Linked DNA regions of Zea mays: region 1 is linked to region 2. A link is a contact called in public Hi-C data. All regions are on one chromosome and are shown on one strand. Each heading gives the region's core, a stretch centred on a gene start, on an enhancer-like site or on the middle of the called end of the contact. The rest is flanking DNA. Distances are from core to core; before and after follow the strand shown. Region 1 holds the start of LOC103637325. Region 2 holds the start of LOC100279770.

Region 1 (5,068 bases), core at 762-3,261, 320 kb after region 2:
CTCGCCTGAGGCCCAGCTCGGGCAGGCTTCGCGGAGAAGCAACCTTGGCCAGATCGCCTCGCCAGCCGACCGGATCGCAGGAGCATTCAATGCAAGGATCGCCTGACACCTTATCCTGACGCGCGCTCTTCAGTCGACAGAGCCGAAGTGACCACAATCACTTCGCCCCTCCACTGGCTGACCTGACAAGAAAACAGCGCCGCCTGCGCCGCTCCGACTGCTGTGCCACCCGTCAGGGTGAGGCTGACAGCCGTCAAGTCCCTCAGGCGCCATAGGAAGCTTTGCCTCGCCCGACCCCAGGGCTCGGACTCCACCTCGACACCGGAAGACGAACTCCGCCTCGCCCGACCCCAGGGCTCGGACTCAACCTCGACCTCGGACGACGGTCTCCGCCTCGCCCGACCCCAGGGCTCGGACTCAGCCTCGACCTTGGACGACGGTCTCCGCCTCGCCCGACCCCAGGGCTCGGACTCAGCCTCGACCTCGAACGACGGTCTCCGCCTCGCCCGACCCCAGGGCTCGGACTCAGCCTCGACCTCGGACGACGGTCTCCGTCTCGCCCGACCCCAGGGCTCGGACTCAGCCTCGACCTCGGAGGAGCCTCCGCCTCGCCCGACCTTGGGCTCGGACCGACCACGTCGCAGGGGGGCACATCATTACCCTACCCCTAGCTAGCTCAGGCTACGGGGAACAAGACCGGCGTCCCATCTGGCTCGCCCCGGTAAACAAGTAATGATGGCACCCCGCGTGCTCTATGACGACGACGGTTCTCAGCCCCCTACGGAAGCAAGGAGACGTCAGCAAGGACCCGACAACTCCGATAGCTGTGCTACTACAAAGCTCAAGCGCTCCTCCGACGGCCACGACATCACATGAACAGGGCAGCAACACCTCTCCAACAGCCACGACGGCATGTACATAGGACTCTGGCTCCTCCCTGCTAGACACGTTAGCACATTGCTACACCCCCATTGTACACCTGGGCCTTCTCCTTACATCTATAAAAGGAAGGTCTAGGGCCCTCGTACGAGAAGGTGGCCGCGCGGGAGAACGGGCCGACGCACAAGGCTCGCGCTCTCTCTCTCTCCCTCGCGAACGCTTGTAACCCCCTACTGCAAGCGCATCCGCCCTGGGCGCAGGACAACACGAAGCCGCAGTTTCCCCTTACTGTTTTCCCCCTTGTATTCTGTCTCGCGCCGACCCATCTGGGCTGGAACACGCAGCGATAATTTACTCGTCGGTCCAGAGACCCCCTGAGATCGAAACACCGACAAACCTTGAGACCTCAGATCTGTTTTCTAAGTAAAAAGACAACTAAGAGACTATATGATACAACCTAAGTCCCTAAATCATAAATACAGTTATATTCTGTTTGAATGTAGGCATTCACGTGGTGGAATTAAAATTGTCTACGAATACCAAATCTGAGGGGGAATGACAATGATATGCAATACTAATGTTGTGATTTGGATGCGGGATGCAAATGGTAGTTGGTATCGCAGGACGCAGGGTAGCAACCAATTCCAAATCTGGTTTGGGTGTACAAACACTTAACCTTCCTCCCACGCGCACAGAGCACTTAATTGGGGAGGGCGACTTAATTTCTGGTGAAAACCGAGAGGTCATGCTCGGAATTGCGGGCACACATGCACATGTGAAAACAAATGTCATGCAATATTCGCTGGCAATTCTGTGGAGCCAATTTCGACGACGTCTGCTAGTATTGGATCCGACAAATTTCATTTTCTGATTCTAACTTCTAATTCTAACATCCAAACGAGCTGTTAAGAAACAATAAACAATATACATGGAGAGTCATGTATAGACAGGTTCTCCATGAAAAGACTGTCTATGCGAAGAACTCGCCTATTGTAAATCTTTTAATTAACTCATATAGTCATAGACTGAGAGGGACTCTATATTAAAGTGGTGTTTAAATACATTGGATCTAACAGTTAATTGACTAAATATTTGCTAGTAGAATTAGCTAGCTAACTGTTAGCTAATTTGAAAATGTAGCTAATAGCTAGAGTGTTTGTCTTAAACTAATTTTAACAACTAGTAACTAACAGTACCTATACCGAATTGGGCCAATAACAGACTGCGTTGACCAATCCGGCGGCAAAAGTTGACTCCAAATTCCCCTCTCCGCTTCCGTCTCACTCGTAATCGTCCTCCTCTTCCCATTTCTGCTTCCTCCTCACGGGCGTGCGACGACGTCAGCAACCCCGCCGAGTACCCCTCCTTCCCCTCGCAGTCGCCGAGGGAGCAATTCCGCCCCCAATCGGCCGCCTGAACCCTTCTTCCTTCCCTTCCCGCGGCATCCGATGTGCGTTGCCGCCGCCGCCGCGCTCAGATAGCCCAGCCTAGCTGGCGACGACGAGGAGGGGGACCGTAGCCCTAACGATCCGGTCCCCACATGGCGGGGAGCTTTCGCGAGGGCGCGGGGCCGGGGGACACCCACGCTCCCCCGCCCCCGCCCACCCCACCCTTCTTGCAGTTCCTCGCGCTCGACGCGCTCGCCTCCTGGGGCTCCGACCCCAAGCAGCCGCACTGGCGCCACCCCGAGCTCCGCCGGGCGCTCGCCTCCAACGACCAGACCGACGAGCTCAGGCGGATCCGCGCCAGCGTCCAGGACTCCGCGGTCAAGGCCAAGTGCGTACTTTCCCTTTCCTCCCCCCCTTCCCCCTCTGTCTAATATCGCATTGCTGACGCTGGCTGCCGCTCAATTCCGTGCCCCCTTCCTTCCCGGTCCCCGCAGGGAGAAGGTCAGGTCGCTGCACGAGGCCATCCAGAAGCTCGACAAGTACAAGAACATTGTCACACGCAAGCGCCAGCGCGCCACCGAGGCGTCGTCCTCGCCCGACAAGCTCGGGGCTGCCGGTGCCTGCTCCTCGTCCACAGGCGCGCTCAGGATGGGGGCGCAGAACAACTCTGCTGTCTTGAGCAAGCGCGTGCGCTCCTCTCTCGCTGATGCCCGGGTTCGTGTGCTCGGCCCACTCTTCGTCTCAGCTCATAGCCTTTGCGTCACTTATTATTTTCCTTAGTTTGTTTTGGCCACAGCAAATATTCCTGATTTCATTAATGATCGCCATAAGATTCTGGAATCCGGATCATAGTCGTTGAAAAGGTTGTACCTTTTCAGTCTTATAACAGCTAATTATAACTCATGCAAGTGTCCCTAGCTACTCATGTTCTTTTGTCCTTATCAGTGGAAACCGCTAAGATTCCAGAAATCTTGCTCTTGTAAGCTGAGTTGCATGGGGACCTGGTTACCACCCTGTCCTCACCTCATTTTTCACATATAAAGAGCATGCGGGACAAGTGTGGGAAAATGGTGATCTTGGACGGATTCCGAAGTCAACTGATATAGCCTTTTATTCTCACACTCATGTCACTCATAATCCTTACCTAGTCTCATTGTTCTTGGGTCTGGAAACTACAACTCTGGTTGATCTAGTTTCAATGCTACTTCACCTTAAAAAATATGGCCTTCTAATTAATGTGCTTCATGAATGATGCGCTGTTCTGAACTCCAATCACAATTTTTTACCATGATAATATTTTCACATTCTTTATGAATTTCTTCACTTAAAAAGCTTGGTTCTGTTGTTTATACATGTTTCAGGTGGAAGGACGTGGTAGTGTTCCTACAAGGCAAGGCCCTTTGGTTAGTAATGAGAAAAATTCACCTGTGGAGAAGGAAAAGAACAGTACAAGAATATCTGCTATCGTCTCAGGACTTTCTGATGAAAAATTGCGGGGTTTATCTACTGGCAGTGAAGGGTGGGAAAAAAAGATGAAGCGTAGACGCTCTGTTGGAACAATGCTCAGCAGAGGCAGTGATGCTGATCGAGATGTCAAATCCATGGGTCAGCATAGACCAGCCAATGAAGCACGCCCACGATCTAGTGATGGCCTTGGATATAGGTAAAAAATTGTGCTTGCCATTATTTTTTGTTCCTTGAGAGTTAGAACTTTGTTTCTGGTTGCTGACTCTCTGAAATGATCGTCTCTGATTGATCATCATGCTGAACTAAAGCATGTAATCTTGGGAAAACTTAAACATTGAGAAGATATGTGTGATATGCTCACAAATTGATATCATCTGCTACCTTGAAATAGAGATATAGGGTCCAGCATCAGCGAGTAGAATGATACTACATTATTACTGCACGTGCGTCATCAGAAAGGTGGTGTTTGGCAGCTTGTGTTTCTAGCTCTTCCTTGGGCTATTCTCTGATCAGCATGTTTTTTTGTTGTTTGCAACCTGAATCCTCTTCCATCACTATATTTGGAAATCTTCTTTGCCTCGGTATCCATGTTAGAGCTCATCTTTCTTAATTCTCACATCGCAGACATGGAGTTTCTGCTGGAGCACTAGCAGGTAACAAGTTGGATGGCACTTCTCAGCAGAACAACATTGTATCCTGCATTCTGCCCAAGTCAGATGTCGATTATGTGGCTCAGCCAAATGAAAGAAGAGAACGCCATGCTGGAGTTGAAAAGGAAAGGACTACAGTAAAAGGAAACAAGTAAGCTAAGATACTTCTGTTGTCCTGATAAGCCACGTTTTTTCTTTGCTACATATATGTGAAAGGGTATTGCAAAATTGCCATTTATTGGATGATATATGCAATTTGTTATCTAGGGTAAATACTTCTGATGATATGCAAAACGGAAGCTTAAGTCCCCTGCCCAAGGCTAAAGCATGCAGGGCACCAAGAACCAGTTCACTTGCTATAAACTCATGTTCTAATTTCCAACGTTCAACTGGAGGAAATGATGAATGGGAAGAAGCACCGTACCCAAATAAAGTGTCACCTTTGGCGGGCATGACGAATCGCAAACGTTCCACACATTCAAATGCTTCCTCACCTCCTATTGCCTGGGTAGGGCAACGCCCACAGAAGATGTCACGGACAAGAAGAGCAAATGTTGTTTCTCCAGTGTCAAATTTTGATGAAGTGTTATCTGAAGGATCACCACTTGACACTGCCACTAGATCAGCACCTATAGAGTCTGGCAGTGTCTTGCTGACAAAGAACACATCAACAACCAAAATGGA
Region 2 (4,721 bases), core at 1,195-3,694:
CACCATCTTATTGTTGCCAACTTAAAATTAAGGCAAGCTGATCACTCTACTCCTTATTTTTAGTACTTCATCATAATGTCCAAATATGATGCTGAGAAGTTGCAGACTCTATTGTTGTCCTTAGTACAAACTGTTGACATTGGACAAGGTGATGTCATACTATGTCAAGAAGAGAAAAGATCCGATCAATTTTCTCATGCAAGCTTGAAGATGTGATGGCATATTATGGCAAGAAAAGACCTAGCCCATTTTTTGATGCAAGCCTGAAGTTATGCTGCACATTGTTGAAGTTATGAAGTGTTTGATTTGTTTCAGTTTTAGTCTTAATGCACATCTGAACATTTGAAAAGGGGTCTGTAGTAATGTACTTTTCACATCGAGCTGAGTTGTTTTGATGGTCGTGTGCCTAGGACTGCTGTCCTTTGTTCCTGAACTAGACTTTGAGCTACATTTGTCTATTCAGACATGATTGTGAAAAATGACAAATTAATGGAACCAATTTGGTTATCGATTTTGTGTCATTAATATTAATCATCATTTGATATATTACATTTAATATATATATATATATAGGTGATGAAAAAGATAAATTAAACAAAAAGATTGATACTTGTGGTAGTTGAAGGGAAATGTAATTTTATATGTATGGTGGATTGTAGGGAAATGATATAGAGGGAACCGCTACGGGAGTGGTGATATAGAGAAGGGAGAGTTTGCTAATGTGGCGCGATATTGGTGATATAAGATGACAATTACTCCCTCCATCCACATGATTTAGTCGTTTTGGTTTGTCCTAAGTCAATCAATATAAGCTTTGACCAATTATATTAGATGTTTTATAAGATTTTACAACATAAAAGTAAAGTTACTAGATTCATCATAACTTGAACTATTGTAATATACAATTCTTTTAGTTTAAAATAATTTAATCTTATATATATTGTTAGTTAAAGTTAAAATAGTTTGATTTAGGACAAACCCAAAACAACTAAATCATGTGGACGAAGGGAGTAGTGTTTTTGTATATTAGCGTATTTTATCAGATTGAAACCGTAGCAACACATAGGCACATAACTAGCTATGTTCAACACATTCTGCCTCATTTCTCTAAATGTTGCCAGCTGCTCTCCAATAACATTACATGGTTGCCTCATAGTCTATGTAAGGAAACCTAAAACTTGAATGTGCACAACTTCAGTTGTTGTGCCTGTTTTTAGAGGATTCATCTTTAGATGAGTTGAATATTGTCATAATACTTATCCATATGTATGTAATGTAGAAATCATGCTACACCATATTTCCCCACAACATAAAAGATAAAAGGGCCATATTTGTGAGCTAAAATAATTTTGATAGTCACAACTCACCATCCCCTTTTGATAGGCTTAAGATCTCCTTTTTTATAATTTTTCACTCTGCAATGCAAATTTGTTCTATGGAGACCATGGTACATCATCATATCTTGTATTATCAACTTAGAATTTGCCTATTTCGATTAATAGATTAGCCAAATTTTGGTTGTTCGAAATGACAAACTTCAACATTTGTTGTGACTATTGAGTTGATTCTTGATAGTACTAAACAATAACTTATGAGTGCACAAGTATCCTCCGTTGCAACGCAGAGGTACATACCTAGTAAGAGACTTGAGAGCCCTTCTTTTCTCTATCACCGCTTGTAACCCACTTATAATCCCTATTATGAGCATTGAGCAACAAAGGTGTTGATAGTGCGAGCCGCCGAAGACTGGATGTAGAGATGTTCTGTCCGAACCAGTATAAATCTTGCGTCCACCAAACACACCTTCCAGAGCTCAGGACACACACATAGAAATTTACTTGTCGGAGCGGAGGTTCGAACAACAACATCTAAAAATATCCTTATCAAACAAGTAAAAAAGATACATATTACAATATTAACATAAAAGTTTCTTCTAACATGTTTAAACACGAATGAGTAATGGATACACCATAATTTTTATTTTTTTCGACACTTCGCTACTGAATCATTGGACTATATATTGATAGTCTGACTACTATACACATGTACCTAGAATGGGGCCTATGAATTTGGGGCCTGAGGCGACTGACCCTTTGCCCCACCCTTAGGCACACACTGTGTGAAAGAGCTACACTACGTGTGGCTTCATATCATATTGAACTTATGTATTTTTTCACCATCTATGGTGCGATAGGCTAGTGGTAGACGAGTAGCAAGAGGAATAGATGTACGCACTTTGCACGTGACACGGAGTATGATAGTAACAAAGATGAGTGACTGTGTAATGTGACTGTGTGTGTGAGAACAAAACCCTAGAAGAGGACCCAAAGCCCTCGGGCAAATCTGGGCCGTCTACCCCCAAAATCCAACGGCGCACCTCGCTCCGCCCGTTGTACTTAATCGAGCCGCAACCGGCCTCTGACTGATTTCCTCTCCGGTCTATTCTCTACTCTTCTTCCCCAGTCCTCCCTACTCAGTACTTACCTCAGCACGCCACTGCTCGAAGGCGGAGCGCCTCCAAAATCCATCCCAATCCCAAATCCTCTGAATTCGGACGCCGCTCGCCCCACGCAGATGGATGCCCGCCCCTCGATTCGCCCGCGCTGAGCATCCGAACCCGGTTCCCGCCGCCTCGGCTCATTCCGGCGCTGAAAGATTCAGCTCCGCGCTTCCGGCCGCCGGAGCTCGGTAATGGCGGGGTTCTAGCGCGGCGGACTTAAAGATCTAGCCTCCTCTTTTCCTTTCCATTTTCTCTCTTTCGCTGCTACCCCCTCACACCCCCACGGCGATGGTCACGGAGATGGCGGCGCGCGGCGGCGAGGCGGCGGCGTTTGGCGCGGAGACCGACCGCGGCGACTTCGAGGTGTTTCGCAGTGGCTCCGCGCCGCCCACTGTCGAGGGAGCCCTGGGCGCCGCCGGGGCCGACGGCGGCCTTCTCGTGGACGACGACCTCCGCGCCGACCCGGCGTACCAGAGCTACTACTACTCCAGTGCGCACCTCAACCCGCGCCTCCCACCGCCGCTCCTGTCCAAGGAGGACTGGCGGTCCTCGCACCACCGCCTCCGCTCCGCGGGCTTCGGCGGGATCGGGGACGGCAGGAGGCAGCAGCAGCAGGCGTCGGCTGCCGAGGGGACTGTCGGCCTGCCCGGGATCGATCTTGGTCGCCAGAGGAGCTTCTCCACCATCTTTCAGGTGGAAAGATCGAATCTTTTCTCCCACTTACTTCTTAGGTTTACCTTCATTCTGTGCTACTAATATACATAATATACGTGCTTCGAGAAAGCCTTTGACCTTCTAGTCGTTCCTGTTTTTGACTGATGAGTGATAGGCCTGAGTTCACTCCACTTATAGTGGAGTATCTATATATCAAGCGTCCAAGTATCTTAGATTTTCTATATTTGACATATATTAGGTGTCTAGTCGTTGTGCTTTCTCTACAGTGTGAATGCGTGATTGCACGTGAGACCTGTGGTTTCTGGTGATGTCTTTGTCTTGCAGTTATATGTGATCTATGGATTTTGTTCGAGTGGTGCTTCTTCATTGATAGCGAAATTTATTTACGCGAAGATAAGTGACGCAAGGAACGAAAAAACGCCTTCTTTCCATATTTGGCTTTGGAGGCCTAAGTTGTATTTTCAGCTGACTATCTTGATTGTGACGTTATACCGTTACTAGTGACGTTATGATGAATGCTTCCGCAGCAGTTCATGCTTTCTGGTCTTGAGAAACGTCTACTGGTTCATTACAAGCATTGTTCCATATTTCACGTGCAAAATGCTTCGATGCAATATAGACATGCCTGTGCATCAGTGAGCTATATTCTGCATTAGGGCATAGAGAGAATCTTCTATCTTTTGTGATTTGCTTAGCATCGTACCCTTCCCTTTGCCGATCTTTATTTATTCATGACTGCATTGTAAAATTCTTGGAGTCCTGCATTCAACCACTACCATTTTTACCCCTCCGCCCCCGCCCCCGCCCGCGTACCGCTGTTCATTCTTTCTTTTCCATTGAACTAACATCAGACTTATGCTTCTTGTGGTAAATGGTGCAGGAAGACTCGTACCAGCGTGATATGGATAGGCATACTGCCAGCCACAATAGTAATGACTTACTAGGTTCTTCTGGAATACAGTATGGTCTAAATCGTGGATCTGGAACTATTGGAGGCCTGCACTCTAGCAATAGTCTACGGAGCTTGGATGAAATTCAGAACAATGATCTGCCATCAAACACATTTGCTTCTATTTTAGGGTCATCTCTTTCTAGGAGTGCATCTCCAGACCCTGAACTTGTGAGGAGGGCCCCTAGTCCATCCCTGCCTCCAATTGGTGTGAAAGTTGGTAACACTGATAAGAAGATCAATGGTGGTTCCACTTCTTTCCGTCGTAGCTCATCCGCAATCGGAGAATCTGATGATTTGGTGGCTGCTTTATCTGGGATGAACTTATCATCTAGGGCAATGAGTGGGCAAACTATGGACCAGTCTCAGCTCTATCAGGATGTCGATAATGTCCAGAAGTTCCTTTTTGATCGACAGGGTGACCAAACAACTGGAAATCAGCAGCACTATATGAGACGTCCTGAACAAGGACAATCTAAGTTACCCGATGGATATTCTGCCAATTTGGCCAATTCATCTACAATGAGAAACCAGATTAATGCTGGCAGTTTCACATCTTTTGACAGTTTGTCTCTTGGATCTGGGTTTGCTTCCCCT

What was found. A called contact is a pair of places that touch in the nucleus more often than the background predicts.
Region 1: a contact with region 2 is called in a Hi-C map of endosperm, with 3 times the contacts expected there. The contact joins the promoter of LOC103637325 here to the promoter of LOC100279770 in region 2. A contact is called at or near these places in 4 of 25 Hi-C or Micro-C datasets (endosperm, leaf and leaf mesophyll).

Annotation. Positions count from the first base shown.
Region 1 is chr8:138,264,634-138,269,701 of Zm-B73-REFERENCE-NAM-5.0, forward strand. It overlaps LOC103637325, which reads left to right and starts at 2,012. Exons shown (of 16, transcript XM_020543384.2): 1 at 2,012-2,655; 2 at 2,762-2,981; 3 at 3,629-3,930; 4 at 4,359-4,535; 5 at 4,652-5,068. The coding sequence starts at 2,420.
Region 2 is chr8:137,943,365-137,948,085 of Zm-B73-REFERENCE-NAM-5.0, forward strand. LOC100279770 reads left to right here and starts at 2,445. Exons shown (of 9, transcript NM_001152728.2): 1 at 2,445-3,193; 2 at 4,056-4,721. The coding sequence starts at 2,789.